Regions from separate parts of the Mus musculus genome. Here region 1 is linked to region 2. A link is a contact called in public HiChIP or PLAC-seq data. All regions are on one chromosome and are shown on one strand. The core of a region is the stretch at or near the end of the contact, and the rest is flanking DNA. Distances in the headings are between cores, read along the strand shown.

Evidence for each region. HiChIP or PLAC-seq counts read pairs in DNA pulled down with a chosen protein or histone mark.
Region 1: a FOXA1 HiChIP or PLAC-seq map of pancreatic cancer cells shows a contact between it and region 2. The contact joins the promoter of Ttll8 here to the enhancer-like site in region 2. A contact is called at or near these places in 4 of 39 promoter capture datasets (cranial neural crest, embryonic stem cells and liver), 1 of 115 datasets of contacts at active chromatin or transcription factors (pancreatic cancer cells) and 1 of 9 other capture datasets (pancreatic islet).

Annotation. Positions count from the first base shown.
Region 1 is chr15:88,952,229-88,956,045 of GRCm38.p6, reverse strand. It overlaps Ttll8 (tubulin tyrosine ligase-like family, member 8), which reads left to right and starts at 1,628. Exons shown (of 12, transcript NM_172818.3): 1 at 1,628-2,190. The coding sequence starts at 1,971. It overlaps Mlc1 (megalencephalic leukoencephalopathy with subcortical cysts 1 homolog (human)), which reads left to right. Exons shown (of 12, transcript NM_133241.2): 12 at 1-162.
Region 2 is chr15:88,756,088-88,759,720 of GRCm38.p6, reverse strand. The region is part of intron 2 of Zbed4 (zinc finger, BED type containing 4); the gene reads right to left. Among named protein-coding and RNA genes, the nearest start is that of Zbed4, 6.2 kb to the right of the region's middle. Within about 2 kb of position 1,455, at least 34 of the 459 cell types and tissues checked have an H3K27ac peak or open chromatin away from gene starts, as enhancers often do. A contact at or near this core is called in pancreatic cancer cells, where this site is marked.

The DNA.
Region 1 (3,817 bases), core at 379-2,878, 200 kb before region 2:
ATGAGGCGGCAAGAGGATTGCTGCCAGCTTGCACTTCTAATTTTAGAGGGATGTTTTGTTTTTAACTGACTCATATAAGTGGGGTCTGAAAATCGTCTCTTGTATACTTTTGTCTGTTATAGATTAATATGCTTGAGCAATAAATGCTAACTCGCAAATGTGGTCATAGCCTGTTAAATGCTTCTGGGGAAAAAGGGTTGGAAGGGGATGAGAAACAGGACCTTAGAGTGGAAAGCCATTTTTTATTTATTCCTTGATTTGTATAACCCCTGTGAGTAAAGACTAGATCACCAGTCAGGGAGAAGACTCCTACAACACCTGAAGAGCAAAACCTGTTTTTTTAAAAAAAAAATGCCTTTAAACCTTCCTAAAGCTGTGACCCTTTAATACAACACCACATGTTGTGGTGACACCAACCATAAAATTATTCCAGTGCTATTTCATTACTAATTTTGCTAGTTAGATATGTGACCCACTGTGTGTGGGGTCGCGACCCATAGGTTGAGAACTGCTTTAAACCCATTGAAAATATGCTGAAGTTTGCGCTTTAAAACAGCGGACAACTCTGACAGGGTGAGGGGCCTTCCTCAAGACAACCCAAGGCACCACCCACATAGGCACAAACACAGGACGATCACAGGAACTAACCTGGAAAGGCCTAGATGGCAAGTAGTGCTGACTGTCGGGAAGGGACAGCCTGGAAGGGCACAGCACAAGTATCCCACTAATAAGTCTAGGTACCAGGGCCACTCTATGTTCCTCTGCGCACAGAAGGCTTACTCTGCCTACCCTGATCTCAGTAGACGCTCGGCTGGCAAGGGGAGAACACCTGCCCCGAAGGACCCTCGGACTCCATCCATCCCCACCTCAGGCCTAAGTGGAGGCTTCTCGTGGTCAACAAGGGAGCCAGGAGGGAGGAAGCGGAGGGTGGGGCAGGGTGTGACCCATAGTCTTTGTGACTTGGTGTAGTCTGAGGGCTTGGGTTGTCTGTGTGACCCTGACAGGTGCGTGGGAGATGTGGAGCAGGAGCACATGACCCAGGCGAGGGTCGCAGGCACTTAAGGACTAATCCTGACGCATGGCCTGCTCCGTCGGGGGACCTAGTCCCCGCTCTCGCCCCCGACTCCACCCCCGTCCAAGCCGCTCCTTGGACCGTAACATGGGACTGGATCTAGAACCAAAGCTCAGTGTGAGTGCCAGCAACTGCGTTCGGACTGCGTCTCGGGTGTCCCCTGTGCTCCGCTGCTGCCAGCGGATTCCTCTTTCACGCAGCCCTCCGCAGCCTCTGCCGCCTGTGCGTCCACGAAGCCCCACACCCCGAGTGGGGCGCCGCTTAGCACGCCGAAAGCCCCGCTACCAGCGCCAGGAGTCTGCACAATGCATGGTGCAGGCGAGGGCGGTTGCCCTGAGCAACCGCAAGACGCCTGGCCGCTCTGCCCGCCGCTCGGCCACAGCAGCACGCGCTTTAGGGCGGGTCCCAGGTGAGCACTGCCTGCCCTCAGACGCGCCACGCCTGCCCTCGCTAGTGCCCAGGTCCCCCTCCTACGCAGTACTCGGAACCCCGCCCCGCCCCCTCCGATTGGAATCCCAGACGTCGATCCTTAGAATCACAGAACTTTCCCACCTTATCCCTCCACTTTCACCCCACCACGCCTGTTCAACCTTCTTTCCCTCACCTCCCCACTTTCCTCCAAACTTCGTAACGGCCTCCCCTTTCTGACCCTAAGCCTGCGCCCCAATTTGTGTCCTGTCTCCCTACCTCGACCTCTCCTTCTTAGCTCCAGACCTGTATTTCTCTCCAGACTGGATGTCCCTCTTGGACTTCCCTAACTCTGGCCCAAGTCTATCTCTTCAACCCCATACTTACTTCCTTACCCCCGAGTTGTCCCTCTACCCTAACTTCTTCATCTCATCTGTCTCCCACTGACCTTTCTTCTCATCTGACTTCTCACACCTCAAGTTTCCCAGTCATGTCGTGTCCCCCGACCCCAAACCCTCCTTTCAGGCCTCCCTCCCACACCCGGGTCCTCCGAACCCCACCCTTGCCTCCCTGGGTATGTCTGAACTCTAAATCTTTGTCAACAGGGGTTGGGGGCCAAAAGAACCAGCTACGAGAGGCGAGCATGGAGAACGGCGAGAGGAAGAAGCTGTCTTCCACTTTGTCAGATGGAGATCACAAAGAAGAAAATAGTCTGTACCTTTCTTGTTCCGCATTTTCGGCAGCCTTACTCAAAGGAGCAGGCGTGGGGGGGGGGCGGGGGCGGGGGTTGGGAATAGCGGAGGAGGCCCAGTTCAGTTGCCCTCTGGACTCCCGTGTTGGTTCTGTGAGACTGTTCTGGTAGTACAAGGTAAAGCTTTTTATCCTAGCCGGGTACTGAACTTGCCCTTCAGACATGGGTCATATCCACTGACAAATACCTAAATATCTATAAGTAAAATCATGGTCATGGATGGGTACACATTTAGTTTTAGAAGATATAGTTCAGGGCCTGGGATGGTGGAACACACCTTTAATCCCAGCACTCGGGAGGGAGAGGCAAGATGATCCTCTGTGAATACGAGGCAAGCCTGGTCTACAAAGCCAGTCCGGGCAGCCAGGGCTCTGTTGTTACACAGAGAAACCCTGTCTGGAAAAAAAAAAGAGAGAGAAGATATAATCCAGGCTTACCAGCCGGGGCACTCCCCACTGGCCACACAACTGGCATTGCCTTGGCCTTTAAGATCAGTTTGGTGGGTGCTACCAGACTCTCTAGGGCTTTTATTGGCCGTTCTCTTACATTCACGATGGGGAAATATTATTCCACATCTTGACCATTATTAATAATGAGTCTTACTGGTTTCAGGTGTTTCTTGTTCATTCTGGATACCAGCTCTGTGTCAGATCGTTGCGTCAGACTTACTCACGAGGATCTGTGGCTGGGGGTTGGTTGGTTGATTGATTTCTAGGGGTTTAGTTGGCTGGTTGATTTTGTTTTTCTTCCTTTTCCTGTTTATTTGTTTGGTTAGTTGGTTGGGTTTTCAAGACAGGGTTTCTCTGTGTAGTCCTGGCTGTCTTGGAACTCGCTATGTAGACCAGGCTGGCCCCAAACTCAGAGATCTACCTCCCTCTGACTCTCTAGTACTGGGATTAAAGATGTGCATCACCTCCACCATCCCCTTTGAGACAAGATGTCACCATGTAACTCTGACTATCCTGGAACTCTCTCTATAGACCAGACTGGCCTGGAACTCACAAATATCCACCTACCTATGCCTCTCCAGTGCTGGGATTAAGGAGTGTGCACTATATATTCTGACTGGCCCAAAACTCACTCTGTAGACCAGATAGTTTTGAACTCATATAGATCCACCAGCCTCTGCCTCTCAAGTGCTGACATTAAGAAATACATCACAATGCACAGCATGTGAATTTCTGGTGTTAAGGAGGCCCACTTACTGATCTTTTCATATATAATGAGCCCCCTTCTATCTTAAAGATTCTACCCACTTCCTTGCAGAAGGTGACACCCTTTGCTTTGCTTTGAGAAGTTTGGTCATTTCACTTCTTACAGTTCAGGTCTGCCACCTAATGGGATCGAGGAAGACAAGACTTGCTATCCTTATCCTAAGTTTGAGTATTCAGTGACTCATCTGCTGCCTGGCGGTGTTTCTTTGGAGTCAAAGAGGTGTAGATCTGGGGGGGGGGGGGGGCGTGGCCTATTTATCCTGCTCTTTCTGCTCATTCTTCTACCATGCCAGTTTTCATTACAGAGGCTATCTATATTTTAATTATGAAATTAAAAACTCTGAAGTTGTCCTTCAAGGTTGCCTAGATTTT
Region 2 (3,633 bases), core at 206-2,705:
AGACAGCATGGTATGGAACTGTCTAAATTTAAGACCTACGTTCTGATTTGGGAGAAAAACGTCCCTTTCCATGTAAAGCTTTGCTGTTCACAAGCAGCCAGTGAGGATGATACTCTCTGCACAGTGGGGCCACTCAGAGACTTCCACCCCAGCCACCCACTGTCAACTCAAATGCTTTGACTCCCTGACTACATCCAACATGGGGAACTGGGAGCATTAGCTTTTCCTTCTTCGCATTCAAACTGTAACACATTAAATGAAGTCCATTTAAAAATGCCACTTCTCAACGGTAGCCACCAGAGTGCCCTTTATGGTTAACACAGGTGGGAGGGGAGGGGAGAGAAGGGGAGGGGAGGGGAGGGGAGGTGAGGGGAGGGGAGGTTAGGTTTACAGAATGACACTTACCTTTCTATTTAGCCACCCCATACTAGGATTGATTAGACCTAGAAGACTATGTTCCTCAAATAAAGAGCACATAGAAAATCTTCAGGCACATGACCTTCCCCACAAGGAAGGCAGGCCTGCTACCCTCAAGGATGAGTTGATAACTACACACTGACTATATGCTGCACTGACTAGGAGTTGTGAGGGGCAGGCTGTGATCTCTCCTGTGGGCTGGCTACCAAAGTATATCCCATCACCCATGCAACTGTGTCCTATACGTGCTACCTACAGTGACTCAAGTCTCCAAATGCTAGGTCACAAGGTCTACACAGAGGCAGAAAGCAGGACACAATACTAACCATGACACGAGATTCTGGTTTGGAAGAAATAGCTACTTGAGACAAATGAGAAATGTACACACTATCCGCTGGGTGACTACAGGGATTTTTATTTCATTTCTTAGACTATCAGTGCTGGTAATGGAGTGGAAAGAAAAGTAGTCTTTGAGGTGAATAGTTCTAACACCCACAGTTTCCTCCAACGTTTGTAAGTCCATCAGGAGACAGTTAACCCTGACGGTTCCATCTAGGAACATCAACTCTGTAGTTCAGTAACTTCACAGCATGGAAAAAAACAAAAAAAGACCCAACCTCTGTCTTCAACAGGGACAAGCCCTCACAGAGCTATCAGGGACACCTGTTTGGGGGTTGGGGGGGGGGTGTCTTTGTTCCAAAGACCTTAATTAAGACCTGGCCTACACCAGAGGGCAACTTTAACCTACTGGGTGTACTGTATAACTAACATTCTAAAGGAAGCATTGCCATCAAGAGCCTTAATGCTATAAATGCCACAGAGTCACTGAGCCGATAGAGATGACAGCTAACCACTAAGGCTGCCTGTCCCAAAATGGAAAGTCCAAAACTGAACACTTAAGATTAAAGTGCAGGGGCGGGAGGGGGAAAAAAAAGATTAAAGTGCAAAGAGTTAAACCTCAGAAATCTGGAACCAGAGTTATTTCCACCATGGTCAGAAACCCTGATAAGGCTACCTTGGAAACAAAGCACATTCCACAGTAAGCAAACACCCCACACTAAGGTCACTTGGTCCCTGTTCAGTCCCCGTAATGTTCTGGGTCACATACCACAAGCCTGGATTTTTCTGGTTGCTCTGTGTTTCCCCTGAACTTAACACTGGCATCTTCACCAACTACCCTCTGTGGTATAAGGAGTCAACACTAACAGGCCTAAGTCACAGTTTCGGCTGAAAGTTGCTGGAAGTCTTTAAATGTCCATCACAGGATGTGAGACGTGGCTTTCATGATACAGTGGACAGAGTTACATCCCTGTAGCTGGCAGGTGGAGCAAAACAAGGTGAGCTTCAGTAAGCAGCCATGATGACTGCTTTAGATGAAATTCAGCTGCTCACAGTATCTGTCTGCAGAGGTAAGGCAATTAGTTGAACAAGGCAAATCTGGGTTTGCTGGTTCACCAGGCCAAGGGTCCCAGATCAAGGAATAGGTGGCTACATCAATCACATGACAGCACCTTTGTAGGGCAGTAGAGCAGGATAGTCCTACCACAGCCTTACTAATGCTGGTAGTGTAACTTGGTACAAAAGAGAAAGAAAAACTTGGGCCCTCACATGGAGGCGCCTGGAAGCAGAACTCACACCTTGTTGGACACATACTGTCCCAGCATATTCGTTCACACCAAGGCATTTAAACTGTGTAGCCAGTGACTTCCCAAAACACAACCCTGGAGAGCTGACCAGGAAGCTGCAGCAGACCCTGAGTGCTCCAGACCCTGAGTGCTCCAGACCCTGAGTGCACCACACACTCTGTGGCACCAGCACCAGCCCCTCAGAGAAACCCTTTACTGTGCCAGAGGCATTTCAGAGCACACTGAGACAGAACACAAAGCAACAAGCCTGCCTTTAGCTGTCTATAATTTCCCCCAGAATACTACTTGTGAATTGGATCTCTTTATTTTAAGTTGAACTTGTGCGTTCAAATAATCCTCTTGCTTCAGCCTTCTCAGTCTATAGATGGGAACAAAAGATGTACACAGGTACAGGAAGGGCCCTTTTCTCTAGTTATTTAGGTCCCTACCATCATTATAAAATTCTCTGAGGACAGGAAATTATGAAGACACCACTATGAGAGCAGTTAGTGCAGTGCCAAGTGCAGGGTAGAGGCAAGGATGGCCCGCCAGGCAGCGGAGTTCTTCTGCTAGTCCAGGAGTCCTCTTCCTTAGAAATAGGAAAGGTTTCACTGTTCTTAACAACATCTTTCAGTCAGGCAGTGGTGGTGCATGCCTTTAATCCCAGCACTCGGGAGGCAGAGGCAGAGGCAGGCGGATTTCTGAGTTCGAGGCCAGCCTGGTCTACAAAGTGAGTTCCAGGACAGACAGAGCTACACAGAGAAACCCTGTCTCAAAAAACAAAAACCAATATCTTTCAAAATTTGAACTAGTGCAAAAAGCACATATTAAGTAATTAGTAAGAAGGCTGTGAGTTATGTGTGTAGCTTAGTGGTAGAGCATTTACTTAGCATTCGAAGACCCAGAGGTCAAGTCCCAGCACTACAAGATAATAAATATATAAATAAAAGAAAAAATATTAGAAATAACTAACAAGATGGAATATTAAAATGTTAGCAGGTAAAGGTACTTGCCATAGAAACCTAACAACAAAGTTTGATCCCTGGAATGAATATAAAAGTAGGAGAAGAAAACTGATTCTGCAGAGAACTATCTTTGGAGAAGTGTGGCATACACAGTAATAAATAAAATTTAAAATATAATTAGAAAAAAAGTCCTTGCTATTAACAGGTATTTTAAAACCACTTTTGCTAAAAAGCACCAATTTCTCATCAGAGACCACACAGTTACTAAAAGCAGACAAAAGCCTGGAATTCCTGGGCTCTTTCTGCATGTTTCCGTTGTCTTAAGGTTCTGAGTCCCTCACCTGTTTAATCCTGAGTGTAGACATATCCAGTCCTCTAGGAGTCTGTCTACAAGCTGATGGTGGCTAATCCATTTCATGTTCCTTCAAGGCTGAGGGCAGAGAGTAGCTGAGCTATCTTACTGCCAGCTTTGACACTGTGCTGCTCCAAACCCACAGAGGCATCCCAAGTCTGCAGTTCTCCTAACCCCACAGACAGATCTCACACACACGCACGCACACACACGCACGCACGCACTCACTCACGCACACACACTCACACTTACACACACACACTCACACTTACAC